Linked DNA regions of Gossypium arboreum: region 2 is linked to region 1. A link is a contact called in public Hi-C data. All regions are on one chromosome and are shown on one strand. The core of a region is the stretch at or near the end of the contact, and the rest is flanking DNA. Distances in the headings are between cores, read along the strand shown.

The links. Hi-C and Micro-C count contacts between places; a contact is called where the count stands out from the background.
Region 2: a Hi-C map of leaf shows a contact between it and region 1, with 2.1 times the contacts expected there. The contact joins the promoter of LOC128293134 here to the enhancer-like site in region 1. A contact is called at or near these places in 2 of 5 Hi-C or Micro-C datasets (both in leaf).

The regions. Positions count from the first base shown.
Region 1 is chr1:44,000,384-44,004,736 of ASM2569848v2, reverse strand. No RefSeq gene overlaps it. Among protein-coding and RNA genes, the nearest start is that of LOC128279903, 22 kb to the left of the region's middle. Within about 2 kb of position 1,791, at least 2 of the 2 cell types and tissues checked have an H3K27ac peak or open chromatin away from gene starts, as enhancers often do. A contact at or near this core is called in leaf, where this site is marked.
Region 2 is chr1:44,533,948-44,538,126 of ASM2569848v2, reverse strand. It overlaps LOC128293134 (cytochrome c oxidase assembly protein COX11, mitochondrial-like), which reads right to left and starts at 1,793. Exons shown (of 5, transcript XM_053028646.1): 1 at 1,778-1,793; 2 at 1,338-1,390; 3 at 521-593; 4 at 334-435. The coding sequence starts at 553.

The DNA of each region.
Region 1 (4,353 bases), core at 542-3,041:
AAATCTAATTTAAATCTTACTGTTAAAAATCCTAATATCTAACATAATATAAAAACCCCTGAAAATCTAAATTAAAAATCAAAGCCCCTAAGAAGTCACATCTAGTCAAAATAAATTCAATACTAGGGTACAAAACCCTAGCTGCAAGTGTAATGCAGACTGGCCATCGGGCCGAAAGGAAACGGGCTTAAAATTGGGCTCTGAATGAAATTAGAATTGATTCTATTTTAAAAAAGGATGTTGGGTTGCAAGTTTAAAAATGTACTCCAAATTAAAAATTCTGATTTTTGATAAAATGTTCTCAAATTTAAAACCCGACTTTTTAAAATAAATGGACTTAGATTTTTAAAGTTAGCTTAATAGCATAATCCAAACCAAAAACTAAAATGGGCTCCCAACGGGCCAAATATGGGCTTTTAATGGGTTCGAAACCGAAACTGATTCGAAAGGGCTTCGAGTTTAACCAAAATGGGCTTTAATCTTAAAAAACAGGTTCAATTAGGCTTTATGGACCTAAAACAGATTTGAAATGCCTTAAACTCAAATTGTTGATTTTAAAAGTAAATACAAATCGAATTAATCCCAAGCTGGTTTGGCCTTAGATTTGGAAAACGAAAATTTAATCAATTTATACCAGCTTATTTAACAAATTCTAAATTCCAATTTAGTTTTTAGAAATTCATTAAATTGTTGATGTAGTCTTAAGAATCCAAATAAATTCAATCAAAAGCACATAAACTTCGAAATGCTAAAAAATGAACTTATTTAGAAAATATGACCCCTTTTATACCTTTTTTATCAAACCCAAATACAGGTGATAATAGGTCTAATTTACATGTTTATTGTGTTTAATTTTGATAAATTCTTGAATGAGATACTGCTAATTTTGAATTTATTTTTTATTTTTAATAGGAGTAAAATTAAGGTTAGAAAGTAAAAATGCAAAAATGTGGACTATCGTAAAAGTTTTGAGCCAAAGAATGAAGTTAATGTACAAGATCTATTTTAAGAACTTTTATTTTGGGATTTGTTTGTAAAGTTTTACTTTTAATTTTCATTAAAATAATATTTTAATTTTCTTTTTAGTATTTTTCATTAATATTTCGTTAGGATAATATTTTAGATAAAAAGTTTAACTAGGATTAGGCTTTTATATTGTTAATATATATTTATATATATGCGCTTGTAGGGTAGACTGATATGGGTGTTAAAAGCAGTTGTCAAAACGCTGCTCTTAATTGTGTTTCAACTTAAATAAAACAGTGTGTTTTGATTTTTTAGAAAAACGATGTGTTTCAATGTTTGGGTCTGTTAATGAAATGATGTGTTTCATTAGTTTTGTTTTTTGTGATACTTGTGTGTCGTGTCTGTTGCTACGGTCTCATTTCCTTTTCCATATTTCTGTTGTTTTGTTGAGGAGAGAAGCAAGCAGTAAATAAATCAGTTTTTTCTTCCTCTCTAGATTTCTCTCGTATTCTCTTTTCTGTGTGTTGTTGTCTAGCTTGTATCAAAGATATCAGAGCTCAGACGTCCTCCATGGCCGGCGAGGGTGTCAGAACAAGATCTCTGAATGATGCAACTCAAATTCAATAGGAGTTGGCTAAGCTCCAGCTGGAGGTTAATGAAACAGCAAGCTCGATGCTAAGATAAAGGACTTTAGGGATGATTTTAGATTGGAGATGAAGGAACTGTTTGAGCAGTATTTAGGCCACTCAACACAAGCCACGCCCACCGCTTCTGCAGTTGACAAGGGGAAGGGAGTGGTAGGAGGGCATCCACCTGGATTCCCACCCAAAGAGCATCTATCCCTTTCTCCTTTGGGTGAGCTGAGCAATATGTTGCGACCTAGTAGTTGGGAGACATCGCAGAAAGTTCCCAAACTTGAGTGCCCTTGATTTGACGGCTCAGATTTTCAAGGATGGTGGGCTAAACTTAAGCGGTATTTTGAAGCAGAAGGCACTCCAGACCACGCGAGAGTGTGAACAGTGATGCTTCGCCTTGAAGGAAAAGCGTTAGATTGGCATCACTTCTTCACTCAACTGCAAGGGGGTTCCATTTTTTGACATGGCCATCTTACGCTCACCACCTCAAAGAGCGCTTTGGGTCTAGCACCTATAAGGACCCCATGGCTGAACTGGTCAAACTCAAACAAAGAGGGACTGTGGATAGTTATCATGACACTTTCATCAGCCTCCTCAACCAGTTGCAACTACTTGAGAACTACGCTCTCAACATCTTCACTAGCAACCTCAAGGCAGAAATAGGTCAGTATCTCCAACTATTTAAGCCTACGTCCTTTGTTGAAGGGTTCCTAGTGGCTAGACAAGTCGGGATATATTAGCTGCATCCCCAAAAAAAAAGTTAACCTCCGGGATTAGGGACAAATCACAAAGGAGTTGCATTGTTTCCATCACCTGCTTCGCTGTCCAAGTTGCATTCTGCTCCCATTTCCCCTAAGGCAATGACACAGAACAGTAATTCAACTCACACTACTAGTTCGATCAGGAATAGATTTGTAAACCCGTAAACCGGCCCTAGACATTATAGTTGAATCTCGAAGATCACATTAAGCATTATAAAGGTATAATAGAAACATTTGGAAGTTAAAAGGTACGGTAAAAACATTTGGAAGTTTTTCTCTTTTAAAAATTGCCTTCGCAAAATGTCTTTGAGTCTTGTTTTAAGCAAAACTAAAATTTAGTTGATATCGTTTAATTTTAGAAAAACTAAAGTATTGAGAGTGTATTAAGAAAACATCGTAATTCAAGTAAAACATCATAGCGGACAAATTTCTATATCTAAAACTCATGTGTCGTTTTGAAAACATAGATTAACATACATCTTGTAAAATATCAGTTTCGTGAGCAGATTGTGTCGTGAAATGGAAACTTAGTATTGAATTTTTGAAAACATTGTTACTGACCTTTTTATTATTTTATATAAAATCCATCTTAAGTTGTTATTTTTGCAAATCCTTTAAATGATAGTTTTTAAAATATAAACTATACAGAAAAATCCCAATCTAAAATTCAAAGTCTAACAAAAAAAAAAAAGTCCAAGCCGAAAGTAAATAAACAAATCCTAGAATATCAAATACTGATAAATATAAGGTTTTTTTTTTTTAAAAAATGACCAAGAGCGCCTTTGTAGCCGAGCCCATCCTAACTTCGATTATCTGAAAAATCAGAATTTAAAGGGGTGAGCTTAAAAAGTCTAGTGTGGGTTACCAATAATAACAATAACAGAATTTAACTCATACCAACATTAATTTAAGCTTATCATAATATGTCAAATATTCATTCATAGAATCAGATATGGTAGAATGCACAACGATGATGTCAATGTAATGCTTTTTAGAAAACATTGTAGTTTTTTAGAAAACAAATCCTACTCTGTTACACACTATAAAGAGTCCCCTAAAACTCATCCATCCAATAACACACCAATAATGTGGACTAGCCACTAGATAGTGCAGTTGAGCCGCCAAAAATAAAATAATGTGGTCGAACCACTAGATATTGCAAATTTACTACCAGATACTTCCTCCGTACATATTTTCCCAACCCCATGCATGTGATATGGGATACAGAACAGATTTTCAATAGGCATGCTTTACACGTGAATCAGAATATCGAAAAATGGCATGCTTAACATGCGGATCAAATCTCGTATATATTTTATCACAATGACATGCTTAACATGCAAATCAGAATCAGAATTAGAATTAGAATCAGAATATGGCATGCTTAACATGAGAATCAGAAGATTAAAATGGTAAAATATTTTTCATTCGAATAAGAAAATCGATAATCATATTTTCACATTATTTGCACATACATAATCCAATAGCCATAAATCACATGTCATGAGTAACAAAAATCACATAATTACATAATTTACAAAAATCGCCAAATCACAATCATTATCACAGATCTGAAGTTTCGAGAACTTACTTGGTGTCCTCTTTTATCGAATCTTAAATTAATCCTTAAGAACACTTTTTTGGTCAACCAATATTTCATTATTCAAAGAATAATATTAAAAATAATATTTTATTACTTATTAATTTATTTTTATCTATATTATCATCAACCATCATTATTAAAGTAAATCCCTACACCTTCTAAATCTGATTGCACAAATCTCGATTCCACTTTGAAAGGGGAGAGTTCGATTCTTGACTCACTACGGTTTTGACCAAATACTCGTGTTAGTACGAATTTAATAAATAAATAAATAACCCTTGGTTAAAAATGATTGTGATTCGATGAGACTTAGGTAATTGATTGTCAAATTGCACACTTCTACAAGTGGAATACGATTCCAGGATTTTTGAATGGCACTTAATGAAAG
Region 2 (4,179 bases), core at 544-3,043, 530 kb before region 1:
TGACATGCACAAGAGGATAAATGAGTAGCAGAGCTCAGCAGACAATTTTCTCAATCCAAACTAGAAATGTAGTAACAAGGATATGACAAAGAATAAATTATTTGAACAATAATATTGAAAGGAAGACTACTAAATCATGTACATAATTCAAGCCTAAACAGCACAAGTCAAACCTAAGCTAGCAAGAAATGGTTAAAAAGCCTAACGGCTCACACAACCAAATAACGTTTGAGAGGTTGATAAAGATCTAAACAAACACTAATAACTTAACTTTAGAAATAACAAATTTCAAAGATCCAAATTTCATAATGGAGCATGAGTAAGTATCAGTACCTTCATTAGGGTGACGTTATAATAGAGACACCAGTTATGTTTTGAACTTCGATTTTCAGCAGTATAAAAAGCAAGAGCACTTTCTCCAGGCTTGACTCTCACCTAGCAGAAAAATAAAAAAAAATGAGAAAATAATTGATAAAAGAAGCACTCTACAGTGCCCCAAAATAACAGAGAAGTTAAGAACCTCTCTTTGAGTTGGAACAAATTTCCAGGGCATTCCATATGCCACATCAACATTGAATTGCACTACTATCTCCCTAAAAAGATAAGAGAAAATTTCTCAAAAAAAGGCATAGAAGTACAAGAAAGATCATATCGTTATGCAAGTCTAACATCTTCATAATAGCATCTTTAGAAATGCATGAATTGAATTGAACAAACTGGCTGATGTGAAATGATGAATGATACTAAAATTTACCACCTCATTCCTATTTGTTACCCTTTTGTAAAAAAGTCGCATTTATATATAAATAAAGAGTATAATCGGAAGGGAGTGATACCCTGCAATCTGTCTTATGACACCTTTTATGGTTTTACCTCATAAAACATCCCATTCCCTTCTTGATTTGTTTCAGAAATAACATACTAAGACCATTATTGGTTTAAGTTGTTTTCCCATCATACTCAAATGTTTCTTGTAACAAACAAGTTTCAACGTTTTCCCATCATTTTTCTAATAAGAAGAATGGTAACCGGTTTCTCATTGGGGGAATGACTTCATGCTCTAAAACACTTTAAAAACAATAACAATAATAATAAATAATCATAATTACAACTAACCAAATAAACATATACATATCTAAGCAGAAAATGTCAACAAGTAGAACTGAGAATGTTACAAGCAGAAGCAAACCACAGAACCAGGTTTAACATATAAAACAGTACAAAAACTAAGCATTGAAATAGAATCACAATAAAATTAACAGAAAGGACATTATGATGATAATCATGAAAAATATAGATGAAGATAAGCTCTTACATCCAAAGCCTAGAAAGCTCACCTTGTTACTACTGTCCCATCTTTTTCATGCTGAGCAATCTTTTCTTCAACACTCTAAAGAAAACAAGTATATGTTCTGGTTGAAAACCAATAGAAAAAAGAAAAGAAGAAAAGCATGAAAATAATAAAAGGATAGGATAAAAAATAGCACAAATGCCAATAACTTTTCCACAGCATATATATATATATATATATATATATAGCAGACTAAAGGCAAACAACAGTCTACCAGTTCCAAATTCAAAGGAGCAAAGCAGTGTTTTCACATAAAAGAAACATATGATATGGTACCCACTATCAAACTAATCAAAAGCATCGACTAATTTGCTAAAAAAGGACCAAATTTTGAGCATGAACGAGTCGAATAAAAGTAACCCACATCAGAACTAAGGACATAAAGCTTGAAATAAAATGATGAAATTAATAAAGAGAGCTTTATACCTTGGAAAGGGTATTAGCCAAAATTGAGGATGGAACCCCAAATTAGTATTTGTAGCGTCTTCTTCTCGGTTTCAGCCTTGGGGCTTCTGGGAAAGTTGGAAGCTTGAAAGCGTGGGTAGCTGAAAGAAAGGAGCCGCTTTAGCCTTCACAGGAAGCTAGATAAGAGCAAAGGGAAAAATAAAACTAAACAATAGGGTTTGTCAAAGGGTTGGTGAGGATAGAAGCATGAAAAAGAGAGAGATGGTTGGAAGGAAATGGGAAGAAGAATGAAAAAAAGAAGATGATTCAGACGTGACAATGAAAAAGAGGAGAAGGTTGGAAGGAAATGGGAAGAATGAAAAAAAGAAGTTGCTTCAGACGTGAGAACGAAAAAGAGGGAGAAGGGTAAAGTTGAAACTCACACACGCTGAATGGGTATTCCGTGGATAGAGTGCCGAATGGTAAACGACAGTTTTGCCTTGAATAAGGCTGTATAGAATATGGCTGTAATAGCCTATTACAACCAACTAAACAATGGAATAAGGATGGGCCACTGAATTCACCTGTAATGGTTTAGCATTACACTCAACCAAACATGCTGTAAGTGATAAGTAGTTATCTATCTATTTATTTTATTAAAAATTTTGAATTAACTCGAAATTTAATACGATAATCAAACACATAAAAATCAAATATTATAAATTTTCAATGAAATGGATATTTTCAAAAGTTTTTCAAACTCACCCTTAATAATCTCATAAATGATAAAATTATAAGTTAATATATGATACAATTTTACTTTTCTCTCAAAAAGAAAAAGTTTTATTTAACCCTTTAAAAGATGGTGTCAGAAATTAATAATAAAAAATATAATTTATCGAGCAAAAGAATTTCTGGAAATAAAATTTGAGGAATTTGTGTAGACTAAAATTTGACTCACTCAAGTGAAAAATAATTATTTTGAAGAAAATTGTAAAAATAGATATGTAAATTAGTTTGTAGTTATTATAGAAGTGTGCAGTTTTTTTGTTTTTAATAAATGTGGATTGTTTATTTTTAATTTTATATTTTAATTATATTTATTCGCTTTTATAATTTTACTAACTGAGTTGGTTGATTCAATTTGTGAAACAAACACAATGTATTTGTTTTGCAGTATAATTTGCAATGATAATAATATGTTAATATATTTTTACAACACCTATATAATTTTATTGTAGTAGAACAAGCTTTATTTCGTATTTCTTTTCATATATCACATTTATTTAGAGGTTGATACTCAACACAAATTCGGTAAATAAAATTACTTATAAATATTTTTAAATAAAGTAATAAATATTAATATAATAGTTTTTATCTCTTATTATTTTTATATAAAATATTTAGGAAAAACAACTAAAATTAAATGTTTACTGCCTGAACTTAAGACTAATGGAAGTTTATTCGTAATACTTTACCACTTCATTTATGATTTAAATTATTAAATAATTTTTGATAAATATATTTTAATATTAAACTGTTCTTTCCACGTCTGTCTCGAAATCTAGTAATATTTTATGTGAGTGAAAATTAATAATTTTAAAAGAAAAATAAATTTAAAAATTAGTTTTTTAAATAATAATTATATTTTGTGAAAAATTAAAGTGGTTTTTTAAGTGGTGATTATTTTAGCCTTACTTTTATTAAAACTTAAAAGTCATAAATGCCCTAATCATCATTTGCTACGGTAATTTTGATTTGGGTTTTCTATAATCTACATAATTAGGTTGTTATCTTTGACTTGTGATGTCAAATCTAATTAAATTATATAAACTAGATTATGACACATTAACTATGTGAGTGAAAAAAATCTAATAAATATATTTATTTAATGGTGATGTAGAAAACAAATAAAGCTTGATTAAAATGGTAAAATTAAAGGTTTAATATTTATTTAATTATAAATTTAAATTTCATTTGTGGATGAATTTTTATTGATTTATAAAAGATAAAAACACCTTTATAATTGTATAATTTTATAAAATAATTGAATTTTAATTACTTTCTAATTGGATTGATGCTTGATTGCCTTATAACATCAATTTAATTAAGAATTTAAATATAAAGTATAGATTAAATATGTTAAAGTTGCTGCAAATATTTTTCAATTATAAATATTTACAACATAATACAATAAAATTTTGTTGTAAAATATCATTTTATTTGTATTAATACTTTTTCTACAACTAAGATATCAATGTAAACTTTGTTATTAATAAACCAGATGATAAAATGATTTTATAATTTTACAATTAAATTTAGTCTACGATATTATTATGTGTCTATCTAATTTATTGCTTTTAGTTTAGAGAAATTATTTGGTACATTGTTAGTGGAGTTTTTAGATTCTATAAGTAGGGTCAGGACTCGACAAATGTTCTATA